Linked DNA regions of Mus musculus: regions 2, 3, 4, 5 and 6 are each linked to region 1. The links are chromatin contacts, called in public Hi-C and HiChIP or PLAC-seq maps. All regions are on one chromosome and are shown on one strand. Each heading gives the region's core, a stretch centred on a gene start, on an enhancer-like site or on the middle of the called end of the contact. The rest is flanking DNA. Distances are from core to core; before and after follow the strand shown. Region 1 overlaps Runx1 (runt related transcription factor 1). Region 2 has its middle 75 kb from the start of Gm41499. Region 3 has its middle 50 kb from the start of Gm41499. Region 4 has its middle 23 kb from the start of Gm41499. Region 5 has its middle 3.9 kb from the start of Gm41499. Region 6 has its middle 26 kb from the start of Gm41499.

Region 1 (5,065 bases), core at 801-3,300:
AAAGGGCTGAGCCCAAGCTCCCAAACTAAACTACCTGGGGCCTCTGACACCTGACAGTGAATTTCTCCTCACCTTATTTAAGGGAGGAGTAAGGACGAATATGAGGCTGGAGAAGAACCACTGGGGGCTGGGGACAGGAAGTCATCTTTACCCTCAGCCTTTCGAGACTCTATAGAGGAGAAAGCAATGGAGGAGAGGATGATTCAGCAGGCGCTCCTAGGATGGCACCTGCCACATGGTGGCTGAGCCTGACTACAGGCCTAGAAAACATAAGTGGACGTCAGAGGTGCAGGCAGCTCGTGCAGTGCGGTGAGGAGTCGGGGTGGGGCTTCTTTAACAAAGTTCGGCGAAATAAGTTATCTGCAGGAAAGGACACTGCAGAGACCAGACGGGGCCTTTGGTGCCCTCAGAAGCACAGTTCTGTCTGGACGCCAAAGGCCACTCTGTCTGGAGGAGAGACGGTGCCAACGGAGAATGAGAGGTGTTATGAAAACAGCGTGTTTTCTAGAAGCGGGTGACTTATCCCTGAACCCTTGCACAGGGAGGACTCTGCCTAAATACAGAGCCCTTTCCAGACCTGTCTCAGACTGATCTGGCTGAGAGGAGAGGCCTCCCTCGTGGCGAGGGCTGAGCTATTTCCCCTGGGAACTGTCTGGCAGCTCTAATGAGGAATAGCACTTTGCATTTATAGAGAGCCTTTCATCTGTGGATCTCAAAGCTGTACCACAAACATTAATTAACTCTCACACCTGGGAGGCAGGTGAGTCTGGTTACCCCCCAACCCCATTTTTAAAAAATGAGGAAACAGAGATTTGGGAGGAAAAGGATTCTGGGGCGAGCCACCGGGGTTAGGAGTGTCCCTGATGTTGGGAATAAGCATTTCAGATTTGTAGCATCCTGACCACAAAGTCAGGAGGCCTCCCCGGGATGAGTGAGGAATTTGGGTACCGGAACAGGAGATGAAGCCACACAATTCCTTCTTCCCTTTCTCAGGTGGCCTGTCACCTCCTGGGTCTATAGATGTCATTTAGAATGGGTCCCTCAGACCCCGAAGGCCTTTGAAACAGCCTTACCAGGCAGGTCTCCATCCTGGCTCACTCTGGATGCCTCCCTTCAAAGTAACCGTTGGAACAGTGACCGCAGCCGAGACGCACATGACTAACCAAAATGTCTGCAGCCAGTGGGAGACAAATGCTTGGCAAATCCCAGGGCTCTTTCACAACCCTCTTTTCTTCCAGGATCCAGAACTGGTGGGAACTGACTCCTGTTATCACTGGTTCTCACTGGTGTGCTTAGGCGATGCTAATCCAGTGCTGGCTACCTGGGGAGTGGGGGTTGGGGGAAGGAGCTCTGGGGTGACTCCTGTCTGTTCTGACTTCTGGAGCTGTTGTGGGTTTACTGCCCACCGCAGAAGCCAAAGGAAACACTGCTCAAAACCACCAGAGGCAAGCAGCCTTTCAGTTGGGTCACCTGCCCAACACCAGGGCTGTGAAAGCTGACATTGCAGAGTGGGGGGTGGGGGTGGGGCATCCTCCAAGCATCTGGGGGCGCCACCACTTTCCTACACAAGGTATCCTGGGTCTTTCTTCACAAGGGTCCCAAATGAGAAGGTGCAAGCCTCCCCTGGGGCTCGCCCTGACACATCACCCTGGAAACTGACTCAACATCTCTGTGTCCTGACTCACATCCTGTTGTGTTCTCTGAGGCATCCGAGAGGGCATTACACCAGCTACCCATGACTGAGCTGCACTGGGAGGGCGCCCTGAGGATGACTCTGCCTTCTGCCTTGCAGAAAGAGGGGGAGTCTTCTAAGGAAAAACCCAGAACAGGCCCCTTGGGTTTATCCATTCTCAGAGCAGATTTTGCGCGTTAAGAAGCAAGTGGCCCTGCATTGCATGGCCCACTGTTTATTTTCAATGGATCGAGGGTGAACGGCTTGTTGTTTTAGAGATGCCCGCCAAATACTCAAGGAACAGAGCCCTGACTACAGCAGAGCCCCAACGTCCTGACCCAGAAAACCCAGGCTGTGAGGTCAGGTGCCAGGGCCACCAAAGGCTCAAGTGAACTAGGCTGATGTCCCCGCGTGTCCTTTCCTTGGACAGGGAGGGAGGGCACAAGGCTGAATCGGGATGCTTTGAGTTTTCGAAACAGGAACATTTATTTACTCTTCTGATTGGAGTGAGCTTCATTGATCACTTTAGATACGGCTACTTCTCTTTGCCTCGGGTGTGGGGCATTCTTTCCCCCTCCTCACCCCATACGCATTAGTTACTGGCGTTCTGGCTTTCCTTTCAAATATGTTTTCAGAACCAGAAATTTCCCTTCCAAAGCTGCCTCGTCTCCAGTCCCTAAATGTTGGTGTTTTCATTTTCATTAAGTAACTGACAGTCGACATATCTTTTCAGATCTCTTATTTGGTGGCTATGGCATCTCCAGATAATCTCCAATTTTTGAAGATTTCTAAGTAATATTTCTGTTACTGGTTTTTGTTGTTGTTTTGTTTTGTTTTTCGGGGGAGGGGAGAGTGTTGTTTGGTTTTAGTTTAAGTCCTTGTGGCCTAAGGAAATACTTTGTATGATTATGCCTTCAAACCCAAGCAGTCTTCTGTGGCCTCAAGTGTAGTCTGCCTTAGCGAGTGATCTGTGTGCCTCAGAAGAAAGGAGCGGCCTACCGGTGTTCTGTAGGTCAAACTGATACTGTCCAGGTCAGCCGAGTCTGAATTTCTGCTTGCATGGTCTATCGGTGACTGGAAGAGGGTGCTAAAGTCTCCTGCCGTAAGGATGGGTTTGTCTGCTTTTCCTTGTATTGCAGTTAGTGAGACCCTTTGTTCACGGGACACCTGTGAAGGAAAATGTATTTTTGGTTTTCCGTACTATCATAACGTAACTTATCTCTTATCCCTGAAAAGCTCCATCTTCAATCGGCTTTGTAGAAAACTTGATACAGCAACTCGGGCTTTCCTTGGATTGGTGTTAGCACAGCTTCTCCACCCTTTTATGCTTGCCCTATCTGAATCTACATTTAAATGAGCCATTTGTATGCGTCAGGTAGTTAAGTTTTATTTGTAGCTTGTTCTGACAACCTCTGTGGTAGATTTAGACAATTCACCTTTATAGATACAGTTGGATTATGATCTGCCATGGTCTAACTTTTATGCCTGTTGCACCTGGTTCTTAGTCCCACCCCCGGCTTTCCTGCCTCCTCTGAATGGAATGAAACATTTTATGTGACTTCATTTTAGCTTGTTTATTGCCTATCGGGTAGGAAAATGATTTTTTTTTTAAAATAGTTTTGTGGGAGCTAGAGAGCTGGGTCAGACATTAAAGCACTGAATGCTCATCCAGTGGACCTGGGTTTGATTCCTAGTAACCACTAGTGGCTAAAGGCGGTCTGTTAACTCCAATCCCAGGGAAATCCAACACACGATTAAGGTCTCCCTAGGCACTACAAGCATGAGGTACACAGATATGATGCAAGTAATACAACACTCATATGCATTAAACAATAAATAAATAAATAAATAAATAAATAAATATTTTAAAATTGCTTCAATAATTGCTGTAGAGTTTAAAAACTAAGCCCACAATCAAATAATGTTATTCCTTAATTGTTATATGTTACTTATATTTAAACTTTTGTTTACATTTTTAAATTTAGTGTCTCTCTCTGTGTATATGTGTGTGCCTCTCCCTCTCCTCTTCCTCCTCCCTCCCTCCCTCCCTCCCCTCCCCTTCTCTCTGTGTGTGTGTATGTGTGTTTGTGCGTGTATGTGTCTGTTTCTCTCTCTTTGTGTGTGTGTATGTGTGCATGTGTGTATATGGTGTGTATATGTGTCTGTCTCTCTGTGTGTACATGTCTGTCTGTCTGTCTCTCTTTTATGTATGTGTCTGCTGTCTCTCTTTGTGTATATATGTATATGATTCTGTCTCTCTCTATGTATATGTCTGTTTGTCTCTATGTCTGTGTATGTATGTATGTATGTATGTATGTATGTATGTATGTATGTATGTGTATGTGCCTGTCTCTGTGTGTGTGCTGTCTGTCTGTCTATCTCTCTCTCTCTGTCTCTGTGTGTGTACATGTGTATGTGCCTGTCTGTGTGTGTGTGTGTGTGTGTGTGTGTGTGTGTGTGTGTGTGTGTGTGCTGTGCTGTACATATGGAGGTCAAAGGACAACTCACAAGAATTAGTGGTTTCCTTCCACTATGTGGGTCCTGAGGATCAAGCTCGTGTATTGGACAAGCGCCACTCTGCTGAGATGTATCACTTCTTTCTTATCTGTCATTATTGCCAATTATTTTCTTGATCTTTATGCTGTAACTGTCCAACAAATTGTGGCTGTTATCACTTCTAACAGTTAACTTTCAGATCCGTTATGAATAGAAAATGGGTTTTATTTTATTTGATTCACTTCTTCTGGGATGACCTCCTTTTCACCCAAGATCTAAGTTTCTGGTCCATTTCATTTTCTTTCTGTCTGAGGCCCTTTAAACATGTCTGTTGGTGATCATTGATTTCCATTTCATCAGAAGATGTACTGCTTTTCCCTTTGCATTGGAAGAATAGTTTTGCTGGGTATAAAACTCTGGGTTGGTTTCACTTTGTTCCCTTCAGACCTTTGGTGTGAGTTTTCTGTGATCGTCCAGTTGGGTTCAATGATTACAAAGCTATAGTTGACAAAGGCATGTAGTTCCCCCAGTGTCTTTGTTACTTCCTCCCTTGTTGTCTTTGAGTTTCCCATGAACTCTGCTTTAGTCTATGCTTAAAGCTCTTTGGTTGGCAGTCTACCATAAGATGGGAAACCATGAGAACTCAGTTGAGTTCCTGGGCCACAAACATGTTTCTCCTGGACAGTACTATAGCTCTCCAGACTTGTATTCTCATTATCAGTCTATATTCAGCCTCCAGCAACTTGTGACATCTCCATGTTGTACTTCCATGAGCTTCTGTTTCTAATCAACAGACCTTGGGTTGGTTTTACATGCTTGCCTGCCTCCCAGGACTTGGGTGGTGCCCTGCTTTCCTGCTAGAATTCTGTGGGAGATACAGGAAAGTCACAGATTTTC
Region 2 (5,065 bases), core at 1,044-3,543, 410 kb before region 1:
AACACTTGCTGCCTGTGCATAGGACTGGTCTTTGGTTTCTACCACCCATGTCAGGCAGCTCACAGCCACCTGTAGTCCCAGACCCTACACCTGCCTCTGACCTCCACAACGCACCCCCAACATGTGTACAAACCACACACATACACTTAAAAAAAAAGAAATAAATGTGTGAACAGGCACTTACCTTTACAGAGATTAATTCTACTAGGAAAGATGCAAATAAAAATGAAAAAATTAAAACAAAGCTAGAGCAATAATCTCTTAAAACAAGCCATATGCCTCCCCCATAACACAGCCATTCCATATATGTGCACTGCAGAGACACACATTGCTGCACCATTACCTCCCCATACGCTAGCATAAAATATCTGATACAAGCAACTTAAGGGCGAAGGCTTATTCCGGCTACTGGGTTGGAGAATGTGGTCCATGAGGTAGGAAGAACATAGCAATAGGATCTTGTAGCCATCAGTCACATTCCTGTAGCTGCCAGGAAGAAAAGAGCTCAGCCTGCACCAGAAGTAGGTATGATCCTCACGGGCCCCATCTCCAGTGACACAAATCTTCCAACCAACGCCCTCTGATTCCATAAACTCCTCAACAGAGGCACCTGCTGGAACAAAGTGTTCATACACATGAGCCTGTGGGGGACATTACACACTCAAACCATATCCCCTGAAAGTCACTGCTGGAGAAGTGTAAAATTTGAGAACAGCTCAAATATCTATCAGTGAATTTCATGATCAAGGCATGAAATACAGCTTCATGTTAAGGAACAAGCAGTGGCCTGATGGAGTTATCTGGGATCTCAGGAGTGCTAATCCCCCTGGGGAAACAGTGGAGAGGTTTTAAGCTGGAGGGTGGAGTGGGTTCATGTACCACTGAGGCTAGCCTCATTCTGGCAGAAACATAGACACTGGTGACCTTGGAGTGGCAAGGACCTTTGCCAGGGTATGGACGTTACAGATTTGGAATACAGACCTGACAGGGCAGTTGCAGCCCTTGCTGGTGGTGATCTGAGCATGGGTGACCAAAGGGACATGTTTCTGACGGGTAGAAGATGAAGAGAAGATGGAGGTTGGCACTGTGCTTGCTGTGGCCATTTAAAATCTGAGAATGTGTGCTCTGCCTGGCAGAGGTACTATAGGGTTAGTGTAGTTCCATGGGGAACCAGAAACCATCAAGGTGTTTGTTCACCCTTGAGAAAGGCATCCTTACCCAGGGGCATGTGGAAGATGGGATAGAGGGAAGGAAGCCATGAACTGAGGAGAGTCAGTGTGGTCAGTCTCCTGCGAAGGCATGGCCCTTGTCACCTAACAGGGAACCGAGACATACCTCCCCAGTTCCTCTTGCTCTGAAAGCATCCTTGTAAGATCTCCTTATCTCTCTGGGAGTAGCTCCACCTGTCCATCTCTCTAAAAGCAGTATGGGTTTCTCCTCCTAAGAATAAAAAAGACTAACTCGAAAATAGATTGCCTTTGTTGGCATATGCTAATGCTCTGAGAAGTGGCCATGTTCTGGTAGAGGGCAGGCACTATTCATTTCAGTCAATGGGATGCTGGATCAAAAGGAAAAGCAGGCCCTAGGCTAAAACAGAAGCAGAGGCCAGGTCTGGCATTGAACTTGTGAGTATGCTCAGACTCAGTGCACAGCCATTACCTGGGGACATAGTGCAGCAGAGCCACCTGCCCTTCCCTGTGCCATGACTGTCCTGTCCATCAGCCAGTGAAGAGGCCCCTCCATTTCTTCTCAGGGACAAGAGAAGGACTTCACTGGAAAACCTGCCCAGCACCCTCTACAGCATTTTATGTAGATTATGCAAATAATGCACATTTCTTGCTGTGGCCATCCAGGCACTATTACCTAATGCTCTCCTGGTCTCATTCACTGCTGACATAAAGATCTCTAAGTGTTGTTTCCATGGAGACAGCAGAATGGAGGACAATCCTGCCCACAGGTTAGAATCAGAGAGAAATGTTCCAAGAGGAAACTCCCTAAAATGTGTTCCTTCTTTTAAAAGCCCAACGCTGGTGGCATGGACTTACATTCCTCTTGGTGATTTTTGTAGTGGTTGGTTCTGTTTTACAAAGTGTCTAACCTACTTTGATGAAACTTTAGACCTCCAGACAGATTTATGGATCAATTTTCTTGCCTGCAACACGCACTTTGCAGGAGCCCTTTTCTAAGTATTTTGAATTCCAAGAAAACGAAAACAAGAAAAGTAGATGCGTCAAGACTTCCTCTTTTTCCAGAACACATCACCCCTCCTGTGTCACAGCTACTTACTTCTCTTCCTCTTTCCCCAAGTGTGTGATCAGTTCTCCATCAACACCCTTCCTCCACAGCCTGAAGCCTGGAATCAGCTACATGGGGCCGCCATATTAAAATTCCATGGACGTCTCATGGGAGGGTTAGAGAGTTCTCCCAAAATTCTGACATTCTGGCATGAGCCAGGCCACATGGATTGGACCACTCCTGATATCTTCTGGGGTTGCGGTAATTGAAAATTCTTGGCACCCCTCCTCAAGTGGCTGCATTGCCCAGTCTCTGGGTTGTACTGTGGCCTTCTACCTGTGTGTCTGTGCACATATTTAGATTAGGGACCATCTTTTGTGTGTGTGTGTGTGTACATGTATGTATATGTGTGTGCATGTGTGTATATGTGTGCATGTGTGTGCATGTATATGTGTATGTATTGTGTATATGTGTGTGCATGTCTGTACATGTGTATGTGTGCATGAGTGTGTCCATATGTGTAGAGTTGTATTATGCAGTTGTGTGTGTGCATATGTGTGTGCATGTGTATTTGTGTGTGCATGCATTTGTGCATGTGTGTGCATGTGTGTGTACACGTGTATGTGTGCATGTGTATGTCATATGCACACATAACAGGTGTGCATATGTGTGTGCAGTTGTATGTATGGATATGCGTGCATATGTTTGTGCATGTGTATTTTGTGTGTGCATGCATTTGTGCATGTGCGTGCATTTGTGCGTGTGTGTACGTGTATGCATGTGTGTGTGTTGCAAACGTTTAGAAGTAAAATTAGAGCATGTTTCTTTTGGAATTGGAGCTCAGTTTCAAACTAAACCTAAGCCAGGCACTTGTCATACGTTGGATCGCTTCTTCCTAAAACAGTTATGCTGAAAGCTTCCAGCCCCACCTGTGCGTGTATGCATGTGTGTGCATTTGTGTGTGTGAGTGTATGTATGTGTGTATGTGTGTATACATGTATGTGTGCATGCTTGTGAAGGCCAGATGTTGCTATCTGGTGCTTCTCTCTCTTACTCTACATCCTATATTTTAAGGCAGGGCCTTTTGCTGGGTCAGGAACTCAGCATTTTGGAAAGAATTTCTGGCCACAGGAATCCTCCTATCTCTGCTAGGATTGCAGGTAGTTGTGGCCTTGGCCTCCTTTTTCTAGGGATGTTGAGGTTCTGAACTCAAGTCTGTAGTGCACATCTTACTCACTGAATCATCTCCCCAGCTCCTAAGGGTCCATTTTGAAGACAATTTGCTTATATTTATGAAAACCCTCTTTCCAAATACAGAAACATTTAACAGGTGGGGCTGGAAGCTTTCAGCATAACTGTTTTAGGAAGAAGCAATCCAACGTATGACAAGTGCCTGGCTTAGGTTTAGTTTGAAACTGAGCTCCAATTCCAAAAGAAACATGCTCTAATTTTACTTCTAAATGTTTGCAATCAGTGCACTTTTTATAAGAATTTTCATTTTATGTGTAGGAGGGTTTTTTGTCTGCATGTGTGTATATAAGCTATGTGTGTGCAGTGCCCACAGAAGCCAGAAGAGAATTGTGTATGCCCAAGAATAGTTGGTCATGAGCTGCCACATAGTTGCTGGATATCAAACCTTCATCCTCTGCAAGATCAACAAGTGTTGTGCACTGCTGAACCAACCCTCCTGCCCATCTTAAGTTCCCTTAATAAGCTATGGCGTATTGAAAGTTTTGTCACTTGCATTCCTCCAGGATAATTATGTTATCACTTAGAAATAAAACAACACATCAGGACTATCAGGAAACTCAATGGTTACATGTACGCTTGTGCACACACAGATACACATGCATGCTTATGAACACACACAGGCACACATGCATGCTTAGGCACACACACAGGCACACATGCATGCTTATGCACACGCACAGGCACACATGCATGCTCATGCATACACACATAGAAACACAGGCACACATGCATGCTCATGCATACACACATAGAAACACAGGCACGTTTTTCTAATCTCTTATACACCTCATTTCAAGAATTTAATCAAATGCATCTTGAAGTATTACTCATGAAATGTTTTATCTCAGCTTTCCCCCTCCCCATTTAAAAGTAAACAAAGAGAGAGGCAGGGGGTGGGGGGAGGAATGATGGGAGAAGAAGAAGCTGACACACCTGCCGTGCAGACATTCGGCCTCCTTCCTCCACCTGTTTCCCAGTCTGACCTTTACCCAATGGTAGCCATGGAGGGACTCTGAAGTCCAGGTTTGGGGGAGTGTCACAAAGGCACATTGGTACAGTAGCCAACAGTATGGATTTGATCTGGGGCTGGAGTTGAGCTGCCCACTAGCTCATCCTGTGTCTTGAGTGATGGTAGTCAGTCTCCCTCAAATTGTGGATGTGATCTGGGAATGAAGAGATATCTGGAAAGTTCTTAGCCAGAGCCAGGCATCTAGGAGGTGCTCAATAAATGCCAGCTGGTTGGTGATGTATGAGCTGCTAAGTGGGTAGAGTTTTTATAGTGCTGTGTGTCCAATTGTGTGGTTCAAATTTATAAATAATTTGGAATAGAAGTAAGAACAAATAATAATTTAAATTAGTAGTTATAGGGGTTTTCTGTTTGTTTTGATTTTATTGTTATTTGTATGCTTTTCGATTTACACAACTATGAAGATTGAAGTCTAAAACATACGACCCTGGCCTCTCTGCTTGATGTTCCTGTGACACATCTGCCTTTGGCGCTGATCTTAGCAGGAGACAGGGATGCTCAGAGAGAACACGCCTGGAAGCAGGTGAATTTGCGCATGACTTTAGAAATCAC
Region 3 (5,065 bases), core at 1,361-3,860, 390 kb before region 1:
ACCATAGTAATATAAAAGTGACATCATTCATGAGCAACCAAGTGACATCACTCATAAGTAACCAAGTGATGTCACTCATGAGGGAGCAAGTGATGTCACACATGAGCAACCAAGTGAAATCATTTATGAGCAACCAACTGATATCACTCATGAGTGACCAAGTGGCATCACACATGAGCAATCAATTAGCATTACTCATGAGTGACCAAGTGACATTATTCATGAGTGACCTGCAGTTTCAGCCTCCGTATATGTTTAGTACTAAGGCCTGCTTCCTTTCGTAGTGGCCCCCCTTTGTGCCCCAACCTTGTCTTTGAAGAAAGTCCCTTTTGTTAGCATCCAATCTACAGATAAAATTAAGCAAACTCTTAATTATACCAAAATCTAGATTTGCCATACCTACAAATAACTGTTGATTTGTAGCATTCTGGTGAAATTATTATTTGTTCATTAGTCTTTCAAACACTCTTACATATGAACTGGGAAATCACAGAGCAAATTACTAGTTAGTTTTAGGGTCCTAAATTGAACCATTTCTTTTTAATTAAAAAAAAATATTTGTAGCAAGTCTTCTCAGGATTAAAACTACCAGCCACCACCACCCCCCAACCATAATGAATATATTCTCAAATCTCAATTGGTGGTATTAGGATTGTGTATGTTCATTCATTTAATAGCATGAATTAATCTAACATTTGAAGAACAAGTGATCTTGACTTTGAACACTCGGTGAGTTGGAATAAATAGCTTAGAGTTGAACAAGCTCATGAACAACCAACAGCCTTGCATGTTTACTGCTAGGGAAATGAATGGTAAATGCTGAAACTTTAATGGATACTCAGAGAATCTACATGGTGTGTGTGTGTGTGTGTGTGTGTGTGTGTGTGTGTGTGTGAGAGAGAGAGAGAGAGAGAGAGAGAGAGAGAGAGAGAGAGAGAGAGAGAGAGAGAGAGGGCAAGTGTGGCAAGTGTGTGTATGTGCATGTGTGGTTGGGTGTGTAAGTGAGTATGTGTATGTAGGGTTGGCACCCCGTAGATTGGGATACTGTGGAAGCTTTGGACATTGAGTCTGGTGGCATATGTAAGGTTGCAGGGTGGAGCTCATGAGGGTTGCTTGACTCTGCTTCCAGCCCTAGCTCCCTGCTTCCTGCTGTGTGAGCTTGCACCTCAATCTTCGATCACCTACCAGGCCAGTCTGTCCAGCGTGCCTCTGGTGTGGTGGACTGTCTCTGACGGCCTGAGCTGAACCTCTCCTCTATTCAGTTGCTCCTAACAAGTGTTTTGTGGCAGCCACATGAAAAGCTAAGACAAAAATAGAGGACTCTGTTTTTCTTTATTGTCCTCTAAGATTTCCTTTCAAGAAAGGAAATAGAGAACGTGCAGATCAGATCTTCACAAATCAAAGTGTCTTCTCTCTCCCATGTATCTACTCTCCCACCTTCAAGTAAGGACTGGATCCCAGATACAGTACAGTGGATTCGTGACCTATGAACTGTCTGCCATCCCTGCAGTGTCTCTGGTGATGGAAGAGATTTTTCTCTTTAATGTCTGCCTGTGTTAATGCATAGGAAGATGCACACAATGATCACAGACTTCCCATCCAGTGAAGCCCTGTGACCCTGTAAGTGTTTAGCCTTTAACAGACCCCTGGGCTGTGTGCCCAGCTCTGACACTGTTCACGTTTACAGAGTCAATTCAATTTCACTTGTTAATATTGGTTACCATCATTCTAGATTGAAAAGCAGCTTTCCAGAGCATTGCTCTGAACTTCAGAAGCCCAAATAGCTCTAGCAGGCGTCTGGCACTTCCCACCTCCCCCATATTGTTCCTGGACCATCCATTTGAAATCCATTTGAATCAGGGTTTCTCTCTCTCTCTCTGTCTCTCTGTCTCTGTCTCTCTGTCTCTGTCTCTCTGTCTCTGTCTCTCTCTCTCTCTCTCTCTCTCTCTCTCTCTCTCTCTCTCTCTCTCCATTTCATTACAAATTCCTGTATCCAGGGATCATGTCTAATGTTTCTCAAATATCCTGGTTAATGTGTAGGCCAGAAACTTGTTCAATTGAAGCCTCTTAAAAGTTGTTGATGGAGTTAAAAATGAACTTCAAATGTGAAAAACGTTTCCAGAGCAAGGGAAATATTCACTGTTGTGTTTGGAAAACGGGATGGGTAAGTTTAAAAGCATGACGATCAGACAGGCTCCTTGAGGGAGGTAAATTTTTAGATACCATGAAATCCCATATGAGATCGCACCCAACTTCCTTAGGCAAACAGTAAGCGACAGAAAGAAAGAAAGGGACAAACTGGGTTTATTTGACCTTGCCATTTGATTTCCAAGGAATTCAAAGCCATCGAGGGGTAAAGATAGCTAGCTGTCTGTCTTTCTTGACTGGGTTTGTGCTTTTCTCTTTCTCCCTAACCCTGCCTCTGACTCCATTTTTTGAAAATTAGCCAGACAACGGCCGCATTTCCAGTTACTGGATGAGTTCAGAGCCAAGCAGCTGTTCAGAAACATCCAAGTGGGCAGCAAATGGCGCTGATGGAGTTAAAGGCGGTGACTCACACGGGACATTCTCAGCAGGTCAGCTGGAACTCCCTGCTGGGCAGGGAATGCAGCCCCCTGGGGCAGGTGCCAAGCCCAGGAGCAGAGCCCGGGATGACAGCAGCAACTCACCACACAGTGGCCTCCGCTCGGTCGCTTCCCTGTTCTCAGTTTTCATGATTTTTTTTTTATAAGGTGAATTTTTTTCTAACGCAATCCTGAAGTGTGATGGGAAAAACAGGCCGGGCAGCTGTTGACTGTTTGAAACAACAGAGGGGAGGCTGGGTCCCTTGGACCGGCTCCACACACGCTGCCTCGCCAGCTTTCCTGATCATTTTCTCATAGAAAATTATGGGTCAAGAGCTCGATCCTGCGCGCTCCTCATGCCAGTCAGTCGCTCGCTCAGCGAAGGTGAGGCTTGCAGGAGCCCAGAGGGGCTTGCTCATCTAGAAATATATTTCTACAAAAGATTATAATTTTACAAGGTGACTCAATCAAACAACAATAAAGACCACGGGTAGGCTAGGGGAAGAGGGGAAAGCACACTTGAGTTTGTGAGCTTATATAACAGCACTACCATGAAGGGCACTAAAGAATATAAAAATGGCATCCTAGATGTTTATTATTAAACATAATTGTTCAGGGAGGGAGGGACTTAATTACTTCAACAAATTCAATTGTGACTCAATCCTCCACTTCACTTTTTGTCTATTTTTCTTTAAATAGCTTTCAAAGGCTTTTAAAGGTAAATATCTTTAATTTGTTCCTTGCAGGTGGGTGATGGCTCAGCAAAGAAGAAACAATCTTTTTTTTTTTTTCTTTTCCTGTCATTAACAATTATCAGATTCAAATTCCATTCCTCTGCTATCTAGGCACAGGATTCCCAGTGCACTGGGATTGTGATCCTGATGGCCAATTTGTGTCCCCTATAATCAAGTTCATTTTGTGATAAGCTCCCAAATATTAACTCTGAAAGAGCAGAAAGGTAGAACTTTAAAAAAAAAATGAAACAATGATTTATTTCCTTAAATAAAATGTTTAAAGTTGTGTTTGGCCAATTAGATGAGCATTTATCAACCATCGAGTTCACAGGGAGCTCAGAGACAGGAAACAGCTTTCTGAGGGCTCTTCTTCTTCTGAGAAAACGGATTCAGAGTTCAAAAGAGAGTAGTCTGGCCGCCTGTTTTATAGAGCCCAAAGAGGAACATGGGAGGGGAAATTTCCCAAGAACAGACATGGTGTCAGTGTTGCCTGCCCGATGTCTAGCTGGTGGTAGACGATTAATAAATACCGGCAGAATTGATCTTGGCCGGGGGGTGGGGGGTGGGGTGGGGGGGGGAGTGGGGGGGAGTGGACGGAAGAGGAGGAGCATCCTTTCTTTTTGGCAAAAGAAAGAACAGATTAGTCATTGAGATTCTGCAGAAGGGATGGGGCTCAGGGTGGTTTAAATCTCAGTTCCAAAAGTCAGGAGAGAGGACGGGAGCACACCGAGTGAGCATCCTGTGAATAAGTCTTTTTCAGCCAGAGTTGGTTGGGTTCATTTCTGGGTATGGCAGCCAAGACCAACCAGAGGCTCCCAAGAGAAAAGCCAGACAGAAAGGCGAGGTTTGAGATTTTCTCTCCCGGTTGCATCTACCAGGTCTTCATGTATTAATTACCATGTTCCTTCCACACCAACCTCTGAGAGCATCTGGGATGAAATGCCAAATTAAAAGAGGGAGGGGAAGCTATAATCAGGGATTATTGTATGAGAAAAGAGTCTATTTTTTAAAATGTGGAAATCAGGACAGGAATACTCCCAGGACACTTTTATGGTGGGGATGAGCCTTTCTGTCCTTGATCCTGCCAAGAGTCAGGCTCACTGTTTACCCACCGTCTATGACAGTCCACTGGGGATGGCACTGCTTAAGGGATTCCTAGATTGAGTGTGTGTGTGTGTGTGTGTGTGTGTGTGTGTACATGTATGTAAACTGGGGTGTATGTGTGTGGTGTGTGTAGTGTGTGTGTGAGCATGTGTGTATGTGTGTGAGTGTGTGTATGTGTGTATGTGTGATATTTATATATATGTATGCGGGTATATATGTGCGTGAATATGTATGTGTCTTGTGTGTTTATGTGTAAGTGTGTCTGTTTGTCTGTCTGTGTGTGTGTACAGAGGGGGGTACTGAAAATGAACTGGTAAAGTTTTCACTACCTAACAATTCTTTGTATGATTTCATTTTTCTTTCAAGCAAGCCTTTAGTTTGCAGCACTTATTCACCTTCTAAAATAGTCTAATTAAAAGAAATAACTAATATCCAGCAATATCCATCTGAATTCTACTGCTGCTCATCACGGTGCAGCAGTGACTGACTAGCTAGCCTTCTCTGACGAGTTGTATGCATATACACACTCATGCCCGTGTATTTATGTATACGTGCACACATATAGGCATTCAAATACTCTGAGCATAAAAGTAGGGTGGATTTATCATAAGCTATCAATATGCTGGCTGGCATTGCTTAAAAATTGCTAAACCTGATGGCTTG
Region 4 (5,065 bases), core at 1,642-4,141, 360 kb before region 1:
ATAAGAATATTCTAAGGGAAATGCTGATTTGTTCATAGGCAAGATACAGAGGCTTTCTCTTCTAGAGTCTTCTCCAGAAAGGATAACTTTATGGTTATTCCCACCTTTGTATGTAAAAATTTTAGAAATGGCCAGACATTCTTGAGGAGGTCAAGATGGGAAGACTGAAAGTTTGAAGTCTGGTTGATTTAGGAGAAAAATATAAATGTATATATGTCCTTAGAATTTTGCTTAATAAACTCCTCAGAAGCCTCCTGTCTGTACGGGGGACTCATAATCCCTTATACAATTCAAGCCATGCAGTAAAGTTAGTGGACTCTGAATCTGAAATGATAGACATCTGCTATACCTCTTAATTCTCTGGTAATGAACAATAATAGCATTTGACCTGCCCAAATAAAAAATAAATAAAAAAGTTGGTCCATGCTTTAAGAGATAGAGTTGGGTAGTCAGAAAATATTCCTAACAACAGTTTCTAAGGAAGAAGTCACTTTGAACGCCAATGTCCTTTTGTTTCTTAGCTCATTGTTTGAGGCACAGTCTCTACCCCAATGGTGTCAATCACAAAACCAGATCTAAATCTGATTCATTGCATGGAGCCCTTGTGGTGGCTCGAGAAGTGACCCCCATAGGGTCAGGCATTTGTACACTTGGTCCCCAGCTGGTGGAACTGTTTTGGGTGGTTATGGACCATTTGGGAGGTGGAGCATATCACTAGGGACAGGCTTTGGGGGCTTCTCTCTAACCCGGCTCCCTGCTCCTTCCTGCCTCCTGCATGTTTATGAAAATGTGATCAACCAGCTTCTGCCAGCCAAACCAGCCTTGCCACGCCTGCCAGTCAGGATGGATTCCATCCCACCAGCACCATAAGCCATAATAAATCCTCACTCCTTGTGTTACTTCTGCTCATGCCATCTCATTACAGCAACAGAAACGTAAGTAATACAGCTAGATCACAGAAACTCCACTCCCTCTTATCATGACTTGAACATTATAAACATTTTTAAAATATTTTTCTTGTAGAAATTTATCATCTAGCTTATGATGTGCCATAGTTAAAACAATAGGTCCAAAGAACTTTGTGTATACAAAAATACATATAATATTTCATCAATCTAATTATTGATTACATGCTGGAGTAGTAATATTTTTGATAAGCTGGATTAAATAAAAAAGTCTTTACAAGAAATTTTACTTTTAGGGTAACTATTGGCTTTTCAGTCTCTACTTAGGTAAGTTTAATTTATTTCATTTTTACTCTTTATTGTACATATTAGTGGTATATAGACTAATATTTTAGTACATGTACATAATGTATAATGATCCAATCAGGGAACTGTAATTCCATTTACTGATACATCCTTTTCTCATTGTTTCACCTGTAATAATTGTACATATTTATGAGGTACATTGTGGCTACTGGCAGAGAACTTCCATTCTCATGAAATCCAAAGACTATGCCTACAGAAGTGTCTCAGCATAATAAGACCATGTACATATATATCCAGGTGCCAGAAAGATGCCAAAATTACATCATTTTCTGTTTGTTTGTTTGTTTGTTTGCAAAAGAAGAGAAATAAAAGCCAGATATTTACATAGGCCTTCAGCTGTAGTTTTTCTTCAACACTGTAGCAATGTCATAAAGTAATATTTTTTTTAATCTTGGAAACATATAACTGAGATATATGTATTAAAAAAGAGAGATAAATTGGGCCAAAAATTGTTAGGTAAATAACGCTTTATTTTCAACAGAAGGCATGGTGTGTGGAGAATTAAATTAGAAGTCCATAACCTGGTCAGGAAGGCAGAACTCATAGATTAGATTATTAAGGAAGATGTTTCCTTGAAGAAAACAATCATCTTTGAAGACATAGCAGATTTGAGAAGATTAACAAGCTTGAAAAGAAAGATTTCTGTAGCTAAATGAATCACTCGGTGATATAGACCTCCTGGGTTCTGTGACCAGCTCTATGTATTCGAATACTTTATCAGTTAGACTTTGTTTCTGTCTCTGTCTCTGTCTCTGTCTCTGTCTCTGTCTCTGTCTCTGTCTCTGTCTCTCTCTCTCTCTCTCTCTCTCTCTCTCTCTCTCTGTGTGTGTATGTGTGTGTGTGTGTGTGTGTGTGTGTGTGTGTGTGTGTGTGTGTGTGTGTGAAGGTCTACATGGGGCTAATGTATGTGAAGGCCAGAGGTCACCCTCAGGTATTATTCCTTAAGTGAAGGCCATCTACCTCACTTTTGACATAGCATCTCTCACTGGCACCTGAGGTACTCCATCCCAGTAGGTGAAGGTGACTGACCAGGGAGTCTTAAGGATCTGCCTGACTCCCTCCGTGCTGGGGTTACAAGGATGTGCTACCATGCCTGTCTTTTTACCTGTGGGTTCTGGAAATGAAACTCCTCTCATTGCTCTTGTACTGTGACTATTTCACCAGCCAAGCCATCTCCCAGCCTCTGTAGACTCGGGGAGATAACAAGTGTACTGCAGAAGTATAATCCCCAACGATGTGTAGATGACTTTTTCATTTGCACACGAAGCTCTCAGCTACATCTTAGGGAGAAATGGCCCTTTGAAGTGGTTTTCCCCCTCAAGTCTCAAAACAAATTCTTTCATTTAAGAAAATGCCATGAAACCCTTAGATGTGCAGAAGCCTCGACACCAAGCTCTGGCCACTTCCTAACTCAGAAAATTACATTGTGATTATCGATGTTCTCTTCTGGTGGCTCTATTTTCAAAAGACAAATGACTCTGGTTGGAATCTAATTTCCTCTTAGAATTAATGTTGCAAAATTAATGGGCCACCTGATCAAGTTTCAAAGGGTAAATAAATGACCATCCTCCATATAGGTCAGGGTCAGCGGTGACTCCAGTGTGAGTCACAAGACTGAGTGAGCACAAGCAAGTGGTCCCTGTGGCTTAGAAGCCAGGAGCAGTCGTGAGGGACCGGCGGGAGCAGCTGGGGAAGCTGTTCTTTTTCTCCTAATCTACTCAACAGTTTCAGCTTCCAGGAATCGTTAGAGCTGAGGATGCTACAGGAAGGCAGCGGTGTAGCTTCACAAACATCCTAGCATTCCTGGGACATACACACCCCGGTGTAAGTTTCTGTATAGGGAGAGCCAGGTTTTCCAGACCTGGCACAGTGCCTAGCACGAGGATTGAGCTCTCTGGGTGGATTAAAGGAACGATGGGAGGGAGCGAGGTGAGAAAGAGAATGAAGGATAAAGGAGAGAAGGTGGTGAGAGGAGAGGAGATGAGAGGAAGAATAGAGAGAGACATGTAGAGAGAGCGAAGGTCAGGCCTCCCACAGAAACGCCCATGAACTTTGCTTGTGAATATCAATGCAAAAATACTCAATAAATTTCTCACAAACTGAATTAAAAAACGCATCAAAACCATCATTCACCATGATCAAGTAGGCTTTATACCAGGGCAAGGTTGGTTCAATGTACGAAAATCCATGTAATCCACTATATAAACAAACTCAAAGGATTAAAAAAAAAACCACATGATCATCTCATTAGATGCTGAAAAGGCATTTGACAAAATAAAACGCCTCTTCATGTTAAAAGTATTGGAGAGATCAGGAATTCAAGGCCCATATCTAAACATAATAAAGGTAATATACAGCAAAGCTGCAGCCAATATCAAACTAAATGGAGAGATGCTTGAAGCAATCCCACTAAAATCAGGGACAAGACAAGGCTGCCCACTCTCCCCATATCTATTCAATATAGTACTTGAAGTTCTAGCTAGAGAAATAACACAACAGAAGGAGACCAAGGGGGATACAAATTGGCAAAGAAGTAGTCAAGGTATCACTATTTGCAGATGGTATGATATTATACATAAGCAACCCCCAAAATTCTACCAGAGAACTTCTACTGCTGATAAACAACTTCAGCAAAGTGTCCAGATATAAAATTAAGTCCCATGAATCAGTAGCCTTCCTTTATACAAATGATAAATGGGCTAAGAAATCTCATGAAACCAAAACAAGAAAAGGCGGTTTGAAAATTCTTGTATACTTGAGGGTCCTTGTTACCATCCTGTAGGCCAGAAAAGGTGAGTGAATTTCTTCATGACATTTTAGTGGTCACAGTGAGCTTTCCCCAAGGACAAGATCCAAGAATTTATATTGTTGTAAGCTTCTTATGTGAGCTTGCTTGTTTCCTTTGGAGACCCACAGGAGCTAGCAGCCAAATTCAGACCTGCCAACTAACCCACACTATGGATATCCTGCCTTCAAATTTGACTCTCCAGCTGGGACACGAACTTAGAAAGATGGGAAGGGCCACAGGAGACTGTAGGGATTTGAATACTGGTACTGACAAAACCTCAAAAACAACCCATAGCGGCCCCTTTGCTGTCATAGTTCTAAACCATGAAGAACATATGTCCCAGGCTTGAGGTTTCATTTATAACGGTCCACTCTGCTTTACTTGTCTTAAGACAGCTGTGCTTAATACTGCACTGTAATGCCTTTATAGTAAGCCAAACCATATTCAAATTCTGCTGCAGACAGACAGGCAGGCAGACAGACATAGACAGACAGACAGGCACACAGACAGACACACAGACAGACACACAGACAAACATGGAATCTCATGAAACCCAGACTGGTTCAAACTCACTCTGTGGCCTAGCATGGCTTTGAACTTTTCCCTCTCCTGCCTCTATTCTCCAAGTGCCAGGATAACAGGCATGTGTCCCCAAGTCATTTTATACCAGGCAGGGGATTGAGTGCTAGGAGAGCAGTCTACCAACTGGGCTGCGTCCTTAGGACCTCCCTCCTCAGTTAGATTCTGTAGCTTTTAAGATCATGGGGTTATTTGATCCCATGCCTTAGATTCTTCCCTTGCAAAATCAGGTACAAATGAGCCATTTGTAGGCTGGGATTGCTTTGGGATTGACCCCGTTTCACAAAATAGATTAGAGAGCTGACAGACACCAGACGCTTAGGTCTCTGAACTCTTCTTACATACCTGATTCCTTAAATAATCTATGTATACCATTTTACGTTTATGCAATTCTTAAATTCTATACTTCTTTGCAACTTTAGCACAA
Region 5 (5,065 bases), core at 1,737-4,236, 330 kb before region 1:
TTGCTGCTGTAGTCTTTGTAAGCAGAGCAGTCCTGACTCTCTGGGTACGGCAATAAGGCATCTCAGGTTCCTCCACAGAGACTATGATCCCTCACTCTCAGACTTCAACCCACACCCTTCAGGAAAACAATCAGTGGGAAGGAACAAAAAAGAATCCACCTCAGGCTCTGTCCAGTGCTGCTAACACAGTTAGTCCCTTGATGGTCTCAAGTCAGTGATGTCACCCATGTAGGAGAATCTGCACCCTGTACCGCTGGTATCCTTCAGTTCCATTCCATACTGCTGAGGTGTGCGCGCGTGCCTGTCTGTCTCTCTGTCTCTGTCTGTGTTTGTGTGTCTCTGTGTGTGTGCCTGTGTGCCTGTCTTGTGTGTGTGTGCCTGTCTGTCTCTCTGTCTCTGTGTCTGTGTGTCTCTGTGTGTGTGCCTGTCTTCTGAGTGTGTGTGTGCCTGTCTGTATCTCTGTCTCTCTGTATCTCTGTCTCTGTCTGTGTGTGCCTGTCTTCTCTCTCTCTCTCTTTCTCTCTCTCTCTCTGTGTGAGTGTGTGTGTGTCTGTGTGTGCCTGTCTCTCTGTCTCTCTCTGTGCCTGTCTGTCTCTCTGTCTGTCTCTGTCTGTCTGTCTGTCTGTCTGTGTGTGCCTGTCTGTCTCTCTGTCTGTCTTCCTGTCTGTCTCTGTGTGTGTGTATGTGTACCTGTCTGTCTCTCTGGCTGTCTATGTCTCTCTGTCTGTCTGTCACTCTCTGTGTGTCTGTCTGTGTGTGTGTATGTGCCTGTCTGTTTCTCTGTCTGTGTTTGTGTATGTGTGTCTGTCTCCCTGTCTCTTTCTGTCTCTCTGTCTCTGTTTGTCTGTGTGTGTGTGTGTGTGTGTGTGTGTGCGTGTGTGCACGCACACTGTCTGTATACTTAGAACTTCATCTGTCACAGCTTTGCTTCCTGGAACTTGAACTGCAGTACCCAGGGCTGTCGGGCCACCAATAAATCAAAGGCTCTTCTCAGAAGCTCTATTCAGCTGTCCAGGCAGGACGGTGGGAGCTGCCTATGTTGAGTCTGACAGACGCCCACTCAGCCCAGCTGCAGGCTATCTAAGGCCATATCCCAACATGGCCGCTTGCCCAGAAACAGGCTCAGCAACTCACCTCCCTGGACAGGAAGGAAGTGCTCGGAACAGAGTGGGACAGGCTTCTTGCCCACACTGGGGGTTGGCTTGGGAATCTTCCTCCGGGTCCCATCTTCTACTTGTCTTGGATGGAGCTCAGTAGGTTACCAAAGGACCAACACACAAATCTGGGCCTTCCCTCTAGAGGCCGGTCAGCACTCACTCACTGTGTTTTAGAAGCAAGCACTGCTCTCTCTCGACTTCCTGTGATCAAACATGCTTGTTAATAGCTTTTAGTAAAAGCCAGATCTCCCTGTGCACGGCTCTGCCGCACATGGACTGAATTAAGAACAGGGGATTGTTTTCATGTCTAGAACTCAGCTAATGCCAAAACAAATGTACAGTAAAATACTGCTGGACACCCCCACCCTATCTCTTCCCTTTCTCGCCCTCAAGGGAGACCATGGAAGACACTGAAGGAAGTTAAGGAGTCAGAATGGTAGGAATTGAGATCCTGCCTGGGGGAAGTGTTGCGTCACCTCAGAACTTCTTAAGTTGTCCCACTATTTTTCTGTAGTCCAACTACCTTGGCTTTCTGGGTTGTCGCTCTACAGTATGTGTCAATGGCTGAGTGGGACCCTTCCAGAGTAGCTAGCTTCTTGCTTCTATTAAAGATTTTCTTCATCTAGATTCCCCACTTCTTGGAGGAAAACACTCAGAATGTGTTTTTAATACATGGTAACTTCGAAAGCCCACAGGCCTCCCTGTGTTGTCATTTAAAATATACAGTTGCTCTAGTTGGATGTCTTCTGGGGTAACCCCAATAAGAAAACAGCACGGGACAGGTATTCAGTTAAAAATTCCTTTCTGTTCATTTATAATCCAGTTGACTGGGTGTCCTGCATATTTTTTGTGGGAGTTGACTCAGAACAGGTCAACTTACTGAATAATCTGACTCTTTAACATACAGGGAAACCCATCGTAGAAAGCGATTGTCCCTTTGAAGTGTTTTATTGCTTAACTGCTTCTAAATGGGAGGCACCAAGGATGATTGTTCTAACTAGCTCACCTGATTCTACGTTGCCAACTTGCTATCAGATTGCTGTAATTGCTAAGCCTCAGTGAGAACCTAGAGACTATTTCTAACACATTTTCTAATAGCTTCAAGACCTATTGACTCGAGTGGGAAGGAAATTAAATTCTAGTCTGCAACCTTCTAGAACTTTCTAGATCTTCCTAGTCAGAAACTCCTAAGAATAAAAAACTAAGTATAAAGAACGAAGTTCTATCTCTGAGATCTAGACTCAGGAGCAATGCCTGTTACTTGTGAAGTAGTGCCCCAAGACGGCTTCCTCTAGCTTATTCCAAATTCACAATGTTGTGGGGGTACAATGGACTGGGCAGTGTAAAGACTCAAAGACTTGCAAACTTTCTTTCCAATTCACATGCCAGTGTCAATGGAGCCTGGGTCTAGTTTGCAAACATTCCCAGATCCAGCACTCAAGATCTAAAATTAAACTCAGTGATCATCAGTTGGCCAGGCTCTACGACAGGAAGATCTCTGAGTCAGCAAGAGGCACAGCACTGGGCCACAGCTCTTCCTCTGCACAGTGGTCCAACCAGGAGCTGAGAGCTGCACAGGGACTCAACAGCAGATGGAGGGGGGCACAGCATCCAGGATTTCTTGCTCTCTTCTTTGAGGTTCTCTTTAACCTCAAAAGGAACAGAATACCCCCCCAGTGACTTTTGTGTACACTGTTTTTTGTTTTGTTTTGTTTTGTTTTGGGGTTTTTTTTGGGGGTGTTTAAACACAGTCTTGTTGCCCCACAGAGCTCTGCCGCCTGCTCACATTCAGCATCTCCTGGGAAATTCGGAGAGATGCTTTATTTAGAAGGCACTCAGCCTGTGAGTCATGCAATTTTCTGCTGTGTTTTTCTTCTTCAGTCTTCCTGCTTCCATAAACATTTATGTGAAGAGAGGCTATTTCGCTGTGTTTCCAGAATCGTCTGCCACAGCTGTTCTCTCTCCACCTGAAGTCATCAACTTTCGCAAAGAGAAATATCCCTTGTTTGCTTTCAAACAACGATAAAGACCAAAAGTCAACACATAAATAGGATTGAAAGACAGAGCGGTGACCCTTTGGCAGAATGGCCTCTTGGCTCAGTGGGTTCTCATGAACCCCAGTAAATCTTAACAGTAGTTGTTTAACACTGGCATGCGCCCTGTAGGCAGAGACACAGTTTTGTAACACTTGTGAGATCCCAGGCCAAAGGAATCAGCAATGATTTTATCTCCCACAGGATCCTTGGTAAGGTGATTTCTTTCATTGAGGGGAAGGGGATAGGAAGCGTCAGGCATTGTGGGAAGCAGACTATAACTTCCTGATCATATTCTCCTTTAAAAATTGACGCTTCGATCAGCCCACAAGTAGCTATTTATTGAGATAGAATTCTCCAGGCCTAAGCCTTCTGGTATGATCTGGTTTGGTCCTGCTCCAGCCCGGGGAAGGCATACAGGATTCTCAACATTTGGGGAATAGGCAAATTCTTGTGCGATCTAGAATCTCTCTCTCTCTCTCTCTCTCTCTCTCTCTCTCTCTCTCTCTGGGCCACAGCATGCCTCTCCTAATTGCAATTTCCCAGCATTCCACTTTACAACAAACAGCAGCCAGAAGTTTGCCGTTCTTGTATTTTCTCCAATGCAGAGTCATCTGTTTTCCTTGTGGCTATTTCCCTCTTGTGTTCTCACCGCATTGGCCTCCAGTGCTGGAGAATGCCAGAGCCACGTTTCCAGTACATTGACCATGTCACTTCTATGGAGAATCTGTGCTCCAGAGAACGAACGCATTGCTTGAGAGAGGGGAAATATCCCATACTTGTTCATATCCATATGTGCTGTCCTTGCATGGGAGTCACCTGAGATAAGGACAGCAATGGGATGCAGTGGTGGGTGCGAGCTACAAGCCAGCCACATGGCTTCAGCCCTCAAGCCTGTTTTTCCTAGGAGTATGGGCTTTGGGAAGAAGTGTTGTTGCTAGGCTCGATGAACTCTACTTCTAGTTCACCCATCTATAAAATGGGCTGAAGGATGGGACTGAGTTCCCTGCACTTTGTGTGTGTGTGTGTGTGTGTGTGTGTGTGTGTGTGTGTGTGTGTGTGGATTAGAGGAGATACAATTCGACCTTAGAGCAGTACTTGGCTCTCAGTCCTTACAGTGAAAATCTTCCTATTGTTTCTATTGAGTGTTCGGGCCCAAGAGGGCACAATCAACGGGTGACCACAGTGACTTTGCACACCATGATGTAAAGTAATGGATGTTATTAAAGTGCACTCCTTTGATAGAACCTTGATAAGCACTTCCCCCAGGCTAAGTGCAACACAGAGTGTAAGAACAAACAAGGAAAGTGCTGCAGGTAGCTTGGAGTCTAGAGGGAGAGCCTAGGGTATGGGGGGGCAGGACAAGCTGTCTTCATCAAAGAGCTTTTGGGTTGAGTCCAGTTCCATTAGCCGGGAGGGACTAACTGGGCGAGTGGATCTTCTCACTTTTCAAATGGGAGTAAGCACTCACCAGGTCATTAAGGAGAGGGATGATGAAGGGCTGGAGATGACTCTGTCAGTAAAGTGTTAGCTTTGCAAGTGTAAGGACCTGAGTTCAAACCCCAGGACGCACATTAACATGTGTTTGTAGTCGCAGCACTGTGAAGGAAGAGACATGTTCAAGAAGTATTATGGAAGTCCTTAAGTAGCCAGAACTGACTTATGAACTCCTGCCCTGCCCTCTGGCACTTACTGAGCATCCATCCAGCCCACTTAGTGAGCCCCCAGTCAGTGGGAGGCCCTGTCTCAAATAAAAGAAAATATGGGTGACAGCTGAGGAAAGACACTGAGGTTGTCCTCTGGGTTCTGTCTGCACACAGCTATGTACATGTGCTGCTCATAATGTACATCTGCACATACACAAATATGCCCATA
Region 6 (5,065 bases), core at 1,509-4,008, 310 kb before region 1:
GGTCATGGTGACAGCTACCTGTAGCAGGTGGTCACACTGTGTCCACACTCGGGAGGCACAGAATCATGGACTCTGGTGCTCAACTCTCTTCTTTTTTATCCAGTCCAAGACCCTAACCCACAGGATGGTGTCACCTGTACTCCAGTGAGTCTTCCCATGTAGATTAATCCATCTTAGAAGCTCCCTCACAAACACATCCAGATGTTTGCTGCCTACATTACTAGATCTTATCCCATTGACAGTGTGATTGATCAGTGTTGGCCGTGATAATAATTTCACAATGTTACTCTATCAAAATGTCATGTCATACACATTGCATATTTACAATTTTTACTTTTCAGCAAAATTAAATAAAGCTGGTAGAAAATATGCCGTGATGTTACAGGTTTGGAGGTTGGGCCATGAGAGGTGGGTCAGCCATCAGTGGGTAAGGCACCAATGGCAAGTCCCACTGTACTTCTGTGGCTGTTTCATTTAACACGTTCTGTTTCAGAGCCTTCCTGGTTCCTCCCACCTGTTGCTTTTTCCAGGGACTACTTTCTGTGAGTGGAGTTATTGGTGGGTAGTTCCCCTTGAACTATCTGTGTCCCGTGCAAATTTTACACTGTGGGGGTATTTCTATTTAAACATCCTCAACCCTACATGAAGTCTTGGAAGATTTCTGATTCTAGATTTTTCTTTCTCCAGTGTTTTGTTGTTGTTGTTGTTTGTTTGTTTGTTTGTTTGTTTGTGTGAAGATGCCTTTTCAGACACACACAAAATGGAAATGAGTATACAGAAAACACCATCTACATCTGGTAGTTTTGACCACTTACTTTCCTCTATTCTGTCTCTACCTATTAACCTCTTCCCTCTATCTGCCTTATTTTTGATGCATTTTGATGCAAATTGTAGCTATCAGTGGATTTGATTTGTAACTAATTCCACGTGCAGATCGTTTTCATGAGTTCAGTTTCTTCTGTGCATAAGGGGGAGATGCCTACAGTGAAATGCATACATCTGGCATGTACCACTCTGAAAGTTAGGGCAAGATGTATATGCATGTATAATTCAACACCTGTCAAACAAGAACGAGGCTGTCAGTAGAGTTCTCTCACGCTCCTGCCCAGCTCATCTCCATTTAATTAAAGGCCGCCAGTTCTTCCTTTACTTTTGCATTATTCATGGAATGCTGTCTTACAGAGAGAAGGTAACTTCAGGTTTATTTTACATAGTATGGTTGAAATTTGGGGACGAGTTAACTATTCAGAGCCCAGCTTCTTAAACTGCGGGTCATAACCCTATATGGGGAGTAATGAAAGATCTGACAACAGCACAGAGCTTCTGAATATGCAAAAGCCAAATATTAAGGCCAAAGAAAATGTGTGACAAATCCTAAATCTCATCCTGCAACTCCACAGTGACTCTTGTCCTGAACCCAACTTGAGCATTGAGCACAGTGGATGCCTTCCTATCATATAAAACTAAAAAATGCTGCCCAAACACCTTGGCTCAGATTCTACATTATTGTATGTTATGAGCTATAGTATTTTTATTGAGATATATACAAGGTGTTCTGTTTGTATAGAAGCATAAAGGTCCAATTACAGAAAGCTGAGCCACTCGGTCCTTCTCTGCTGCCATTCCTGGGTGAACCAAGTTCAAACAATGAGGAATTGGTTTGTGTCAAAGTTTTGATTTTAAGAGTTACTAACTTGAGTCACATTAAAATATATCTAGATGTAGTTTGGCTTGGGGTTAATACAAAATTTCCGACAGTGTGAGAAATGGCTCTTACAATCTTCCTCCCATCTCGTGCTGCAAACTCATGTGAAGTACCACTCTCAGCATTGACAGTTATTGAATCGAAGCATCAGTCAACATTGAAGCTATTCCATAGCTGTGCCAGGTGAGACATTCAAACAAGATGTAATTCTTTAGGGAAATAGAAATATGTATATCATCTCATTGATGTACACATTGGCTTTCTCCTTAAATAAACGATAGAATCATATTTTCACCAAAGTGATGTTATAAAATTTATTTCTTTATTAATTGTCATCAGTGAATGTTTAATTTGGTGAGTGGGTGGTTGTTGACATAGGGTCTCATGTAGCTAAGGCTGGCCTCCAACTCACAATGTATCTAAAGCTGGCTTTGAACAGGTGACCCTCCTGCTTTCACCTTCCAAGTACTGGGATTAATTATATGCATGCATCACTGTGCTCAGCTAACTGTTTCATCTTATACTTATTTTATACACCTGTATACAAGAGTGGCTATAACATACATCTTAGGTAAAAGGGGTCTTGAGTGCCAAATTATCAAAAGCCTGGAGCACAGAGGTTCAACCATGAAATGCACAACCCACCTTTCAGAACAATTCTCTCCCTTAGTCCTTTCTCTGGATTTTGTAACGCTGGTTGTTTCTTGACACCCTCCAGCCCCCATGATTGCTTGAGCTGCCTAACAAGCTGGTTAACTTTGGAAGCACTTTGTGCCTCTCCTGTTTGGCCTCCCCAGCTTCCATTTTACAACTGAAGTCCCACTTGTCTTTGGCATGGGCTTGCTGGGCCCTGAGTGTGCACAGCACGGGTGCAGAGCAGGTTAAGCCTGCAGATGTCCCCGCACTCATCCCCCAAAGGCTTCTTGGCCCAGTCTGGCATTGTCCATTGGACATGGGGTGCAGTTGGAATGCTAGGGACACCTGTTGAAGCTGTGGTGCACAATGCCCAATTCAAGTCTCCTGTGAGTCACCCAGCACAAGCTCCTGACTGAGCTGCCTTTGCGTCTGTGTCACAGGATGCCCTGCCCGGCATGATCCTTGCTGGCATGAGTGGTGCATTCCACTGCAATTAGTGAGATTTTGTCAGATTTTTCAACTCCAGCAACCTGCCAAAGAAAGTTGAAGAAGGAGGAGAGAAGGAGAAGGAGGAAGAAGAGGAGGAGGTGGAGATGAAAAAGGAAGAGGAGGAGGAAGAAGAAAGAAGAGGAGGAGCAGGAGGAGGAGGAAGAAGAAGAGGAAGAGAAAAGGGAGAAGCAGGAGAATGAGCAGGAGGAAGAGGGAAAGGAGGAGGAGGAGGAAGAGGAGGAGGAAGAAGAGAAAGAAATCTGTAGTAAAGGTCTCTCAGTCCTGTGAAGAGAGCCTGTTGGCCAGCTGTAAATTTTCAACAAGTTGTACAGATGCCCTTGGACAAAATGTGACATCTCTGTGACACTATGGGTGCCCATCTATGGATACAGGGAAACTCTGAAGGAGGAGGATGTTGTGAAGCAAGGTGTCTGCAGATTTCTGAGACCCCTTCAGCATGTCTGCTGCATTGTCTCAGAAGCCTGCTCCTTCCCTCCTCACCTACAGCTGACGGGTGGACACAGGCTCTAGATCCTTGCTGACACTCTAGAGCAGTATCACAATGGCAGAAATCCTAACTAAGATTCCTTGGTGTGTACCATATACGGCTGTGGAGCTTCTAGTAGGAAGCAAATACCCAGACACTAAGTGCTTGAATCTGCCTAGAGTAACCACCTTCAGCCCAGGAAACTAATCAAGGCTGGAACACATGTGAACTGGCAAGCCCTAGGTTTGAAGGATAAGTGGGAAAGAGTGTCATCCTAGAGTCTGTTGGGGGAAGAATGGATAAAAGAAAGAGTGAGTGAAAGGCAGGTCTGGACCAGATGACCTGGTTTCCTGAGGAACCAGTGAGGTAGGGGGAGGACCAATCATTGTTTGAGTTATTGATGCAAATGGGACACCCAATGCAGTGGTGTTTGGAGGGTGGGAAGGAAGGTGCATTTGGAGTCTCCCTGTGCAAGACAAGAGATAGTGTATTCACTGGGGAGATAACTCTCTTTGTAGAGAGAAGGCTTGAGTCTCAGTGTCCTTACAGAGAGGTAAGGCTTCTCTTACCCAAGAGAGTCATCCCTTCATGTGCAGCAGACATAGCTCCCAGCAGCTAGAAACACCTGCATCCTTTGGTTCCTCCAAATCTCTGTTCATTCCAAGGCCAGGCTACAGAACGAGCTTCCTAATGAAAGAGGAGGAGGATGGAGTTCATGGACACTCTGGTTGGATCTTCACCTTCGATTCTGTGTGGCAACCTGGCTTCAGGGTGGCATTCCATGGTGCCCACTTGTGCCGTGGCTTGATGCTGCACGAACCAGCTAGAAAAACCTGGCAAGCATGGGTCTCAAGTGGTGAATAATTTCGAGATCTGACATCTCTGAGCACGGGTTCTCCCTTTAGCCTTCTGAGGCCCGCACTGCTTGAGGAACATCACAGCAGAGAGGCAGAGGTTGAGAGGAGTGTGGGAAGGAAGACGCCCTCCTCTGACTATCTGACTATACTTCTCATACCACCCCAAGATGGACCCTGCACACCCCAGGCTGCAGCAAGCCATCAACATGACAGGGATTCAGGGGCCTGACTTGGTCTTCCCACGTGTGCTCAAGCTGTTTCCCCTGCCTGGGGAGTGAGGAGGGGGGGTGCGGGGGGGGGGGGGGACTGGAGACTTTCACACCTCCTTCCTCTGTCGCTCCGATACCTTCCACATGTGGGACACAAGGGAGGCCAAAACCTTTTCCTTCTTTGACTGGGCTGATTGATTTCACATGCCCACTCCATGTGTGTCTGGGCTGCCGGAGGATCTGACACGCCCATCACCCATCTGCTCACGCTTAGAGAGGGCAGAGACCTGGAAGCCACACATGGCAGAGGTCTGCCTCTCCACTCCCTGGCAGGAAATACCCTATACTGCAAGCTTTCTTCTAGTTGAGCATATAACCGTGAAGTGGGGCCTCTGCCTAAAGAGCTTCATATAATGCTGGGCAGGTTGTGTAAGCCCATTAAGCCTCACTTTCCTTAGCTGTGCAATGGGGCTAATGCCAAGATGTGTATACAAATGGATCGGGATGATTCTGGTAACTGCCTCAGGCATCAGGCTTCACACTGGCTAGCCATCCGTTTCTCCACAGAGAATTCTGTCTGCCATTGTATTCTTCTCCCACATCTGCTCCTAGATATGCACCCACTGAATTCCTTACTGCACACCTAGAGAGGAAGACAGACAAGGAGAGGGGGCCACAGGGT

The links. A called contact is a pair of places that touch in the nucleus more often than the background predicts. HiChIP or PLAC-seq counts read pairs in DNA pulled down with a chosen protein or histone mark.
Region 2: a contact with region 1 is called in a Hi-C map of bone marrow-derived macrophages, with 20 read pairs. The contact joins two enhancer-like sites. A contact is called at or near these places in 3 of 484 Hi-C or Micro-C datasets (bone marrow-derived macrophages and embryonic stem cells), 3 of 115 datasets of contacts at active chromatin or transcription factors (astrocytes, microglia and pancreatic cancer cells) and 1 of 9 other capture datasets (embryonic stem cells).
Region 3: a contact with region 1 is called in a FOXA1 HiChIP or PLAC-seq map of pancreatic cancer cells. The contact joins two enhancer-like sites. A contact is called at or near these places in 1 of 15 datasets of contacts at CTCF or cohesin (the NIH/3T3 cell line), 2 of 484 Hi-C or Micro-C datasets (the C2C12 cell line and muscle stem cells), 2 of 115 datasets of contacts at active chromatin or transcription factors (embryonic fibroblasts and pancreatic cancer cells) and 1 of 9 other capture datasets (embryonic stem cells).
Region 4: a FOXA1 HiChIP or PLAC-seq map of pancreatic cancer cells shows a contact between it and region 1. The contact joins two enhancer-like sites. A contact is called at or near these places in 2 of 484 Hi-C or Micro-C datasets (liver and myocytes), 1 of 115 datasets of contacts at active chromatin or transcription factors (pancreatic cancer cells) and 1 of 9 other capture datasets (embryonic stem cells).
Region 5: a contact with region 1 is called in a Hi-C map of bone marrow-derived macrophages, with 2.9 times the contacts expected there. The contact joins two enhancer-like sites. A contact is called at or near these places in 1 of 15 datasets of contacts at CTCF or cohesin (the NIH/3T3 cell line), 4 of 484 Hi-C or Micro-C datasets (bone marrow-derived macrophages, liver and myocytes) and 1 of 9 other capture datasets (embryonic stem cells).
Region 6: a FOXA1 HiChIP or PLAC-seq map of pancreatic cancer cells shows a contact between it and region 1. The contact joins two enhancer-like sites.

Annotation. Positions count from the first base shown.
Region 1 is chr16:92,617,551-92,622,615 of GRCm38.p6, reverse strand. All of the region lies in intron 6 of Runx1 (runt related transcription factor 1), which reads left to right. Among named protein-coding and RNA genes, the nearest start is that of Gm30224, 24 kb to the right of the region's middle. Within about 2 kb of position 2,050, at least 171 of the 459 cell types and tissues checked have an H3K27ac peak or open chromatin away from gene starts, as enhancers often do. A contact at or near this core is called in the C2C12 cell line, the NIH/3T3 cell line, bone marrow-derived macrophages and 4 more, where this site is marked.
Region 2 is chr16:93,029,024-93,034,088 of GRCm38.p6, reverse strand. No RefSeq gene overlaps it. Among named protein-coding and RNA genes, the nearest start is that of Gm41499, 75 kb to the right of the region's middle. Within about 2 kb of position 2,293, at least 65 of the 459 cell types and tissues checked have an H3K27ac peak or open chromatin away from gene starts, as enhancers often do. A contact at or near this core is called in bone marrow-derived macrophages, where this site is marked.
Region 3 is chr16:93,004,341-93,009,405 of GRCm38.p6, reverse strand. No RefSeq gene overlaps it. Among named protein-coding and RNA genes, the nearest start is that of Gm41499, 50 kb to the right of the region's middle. Within about 2 kb of position 2,610, at least 58 of the 459 cell types and tissues checked have an H3K27ac peak or open chromatin away from gene starts, as enhancers often do. A contact at or near this core is called in the C2C12 cell line, embryonic fibroblasts, muscle stem cells and 1 more, where this site is marked.
Region 4 is chr16:92,977,632-92,982,696 of GRCm38.p6, reverse strand. No RefSeq gene overlaps it. Among named protein-coding and RNA genes, the nearest start is that of Gm41499, 23 kb to the right of the region's middle. Within about 2 kb of position 2,891, at least 32 of the 459 cell types and tissues checked have an H3K27ac peak or open chromatin away from gene starts, as enhancers often do. A contact at or near this core is called in pancreatic cancer cells, where this site is marked.
Region 5 is chr16:92,950,487-92,955,551 of GRCm38.p6, reverse strand. No RefSeq gene overlaps it. Among named protein-coding and RNA genes, the nearest start is that of Gm41499, 3.9 kb to the left of the region's middle. Within about 2 kb of position 2,986, at least 70 of the 459 cell types and tissues checked have an H3K27ac peak or open chromatin away from gene starts, as enhancers often do. A contact at or near this core is called in the NIH/3T3 cell line, bone marrow-derived macrophages and myocytes, where this site is marked.
Region 6 is chr16:92,927,969-92,933,033 of GRCm38.p6, reverse strand. No RefSeq gene overlaps it. Among named protein-coding and RNA genes, the nearest start is that of Gm41499, 26 kb to the left of the region's middle. Within about 2 kb of position 2,758, at least 43 of the 459 cell types and tissues checked have an H3K27ac peak or open chromatin away from gene starts, as enhancers often do. A contact at or near this core is called in pancreatic cancer cells, where this site is marked.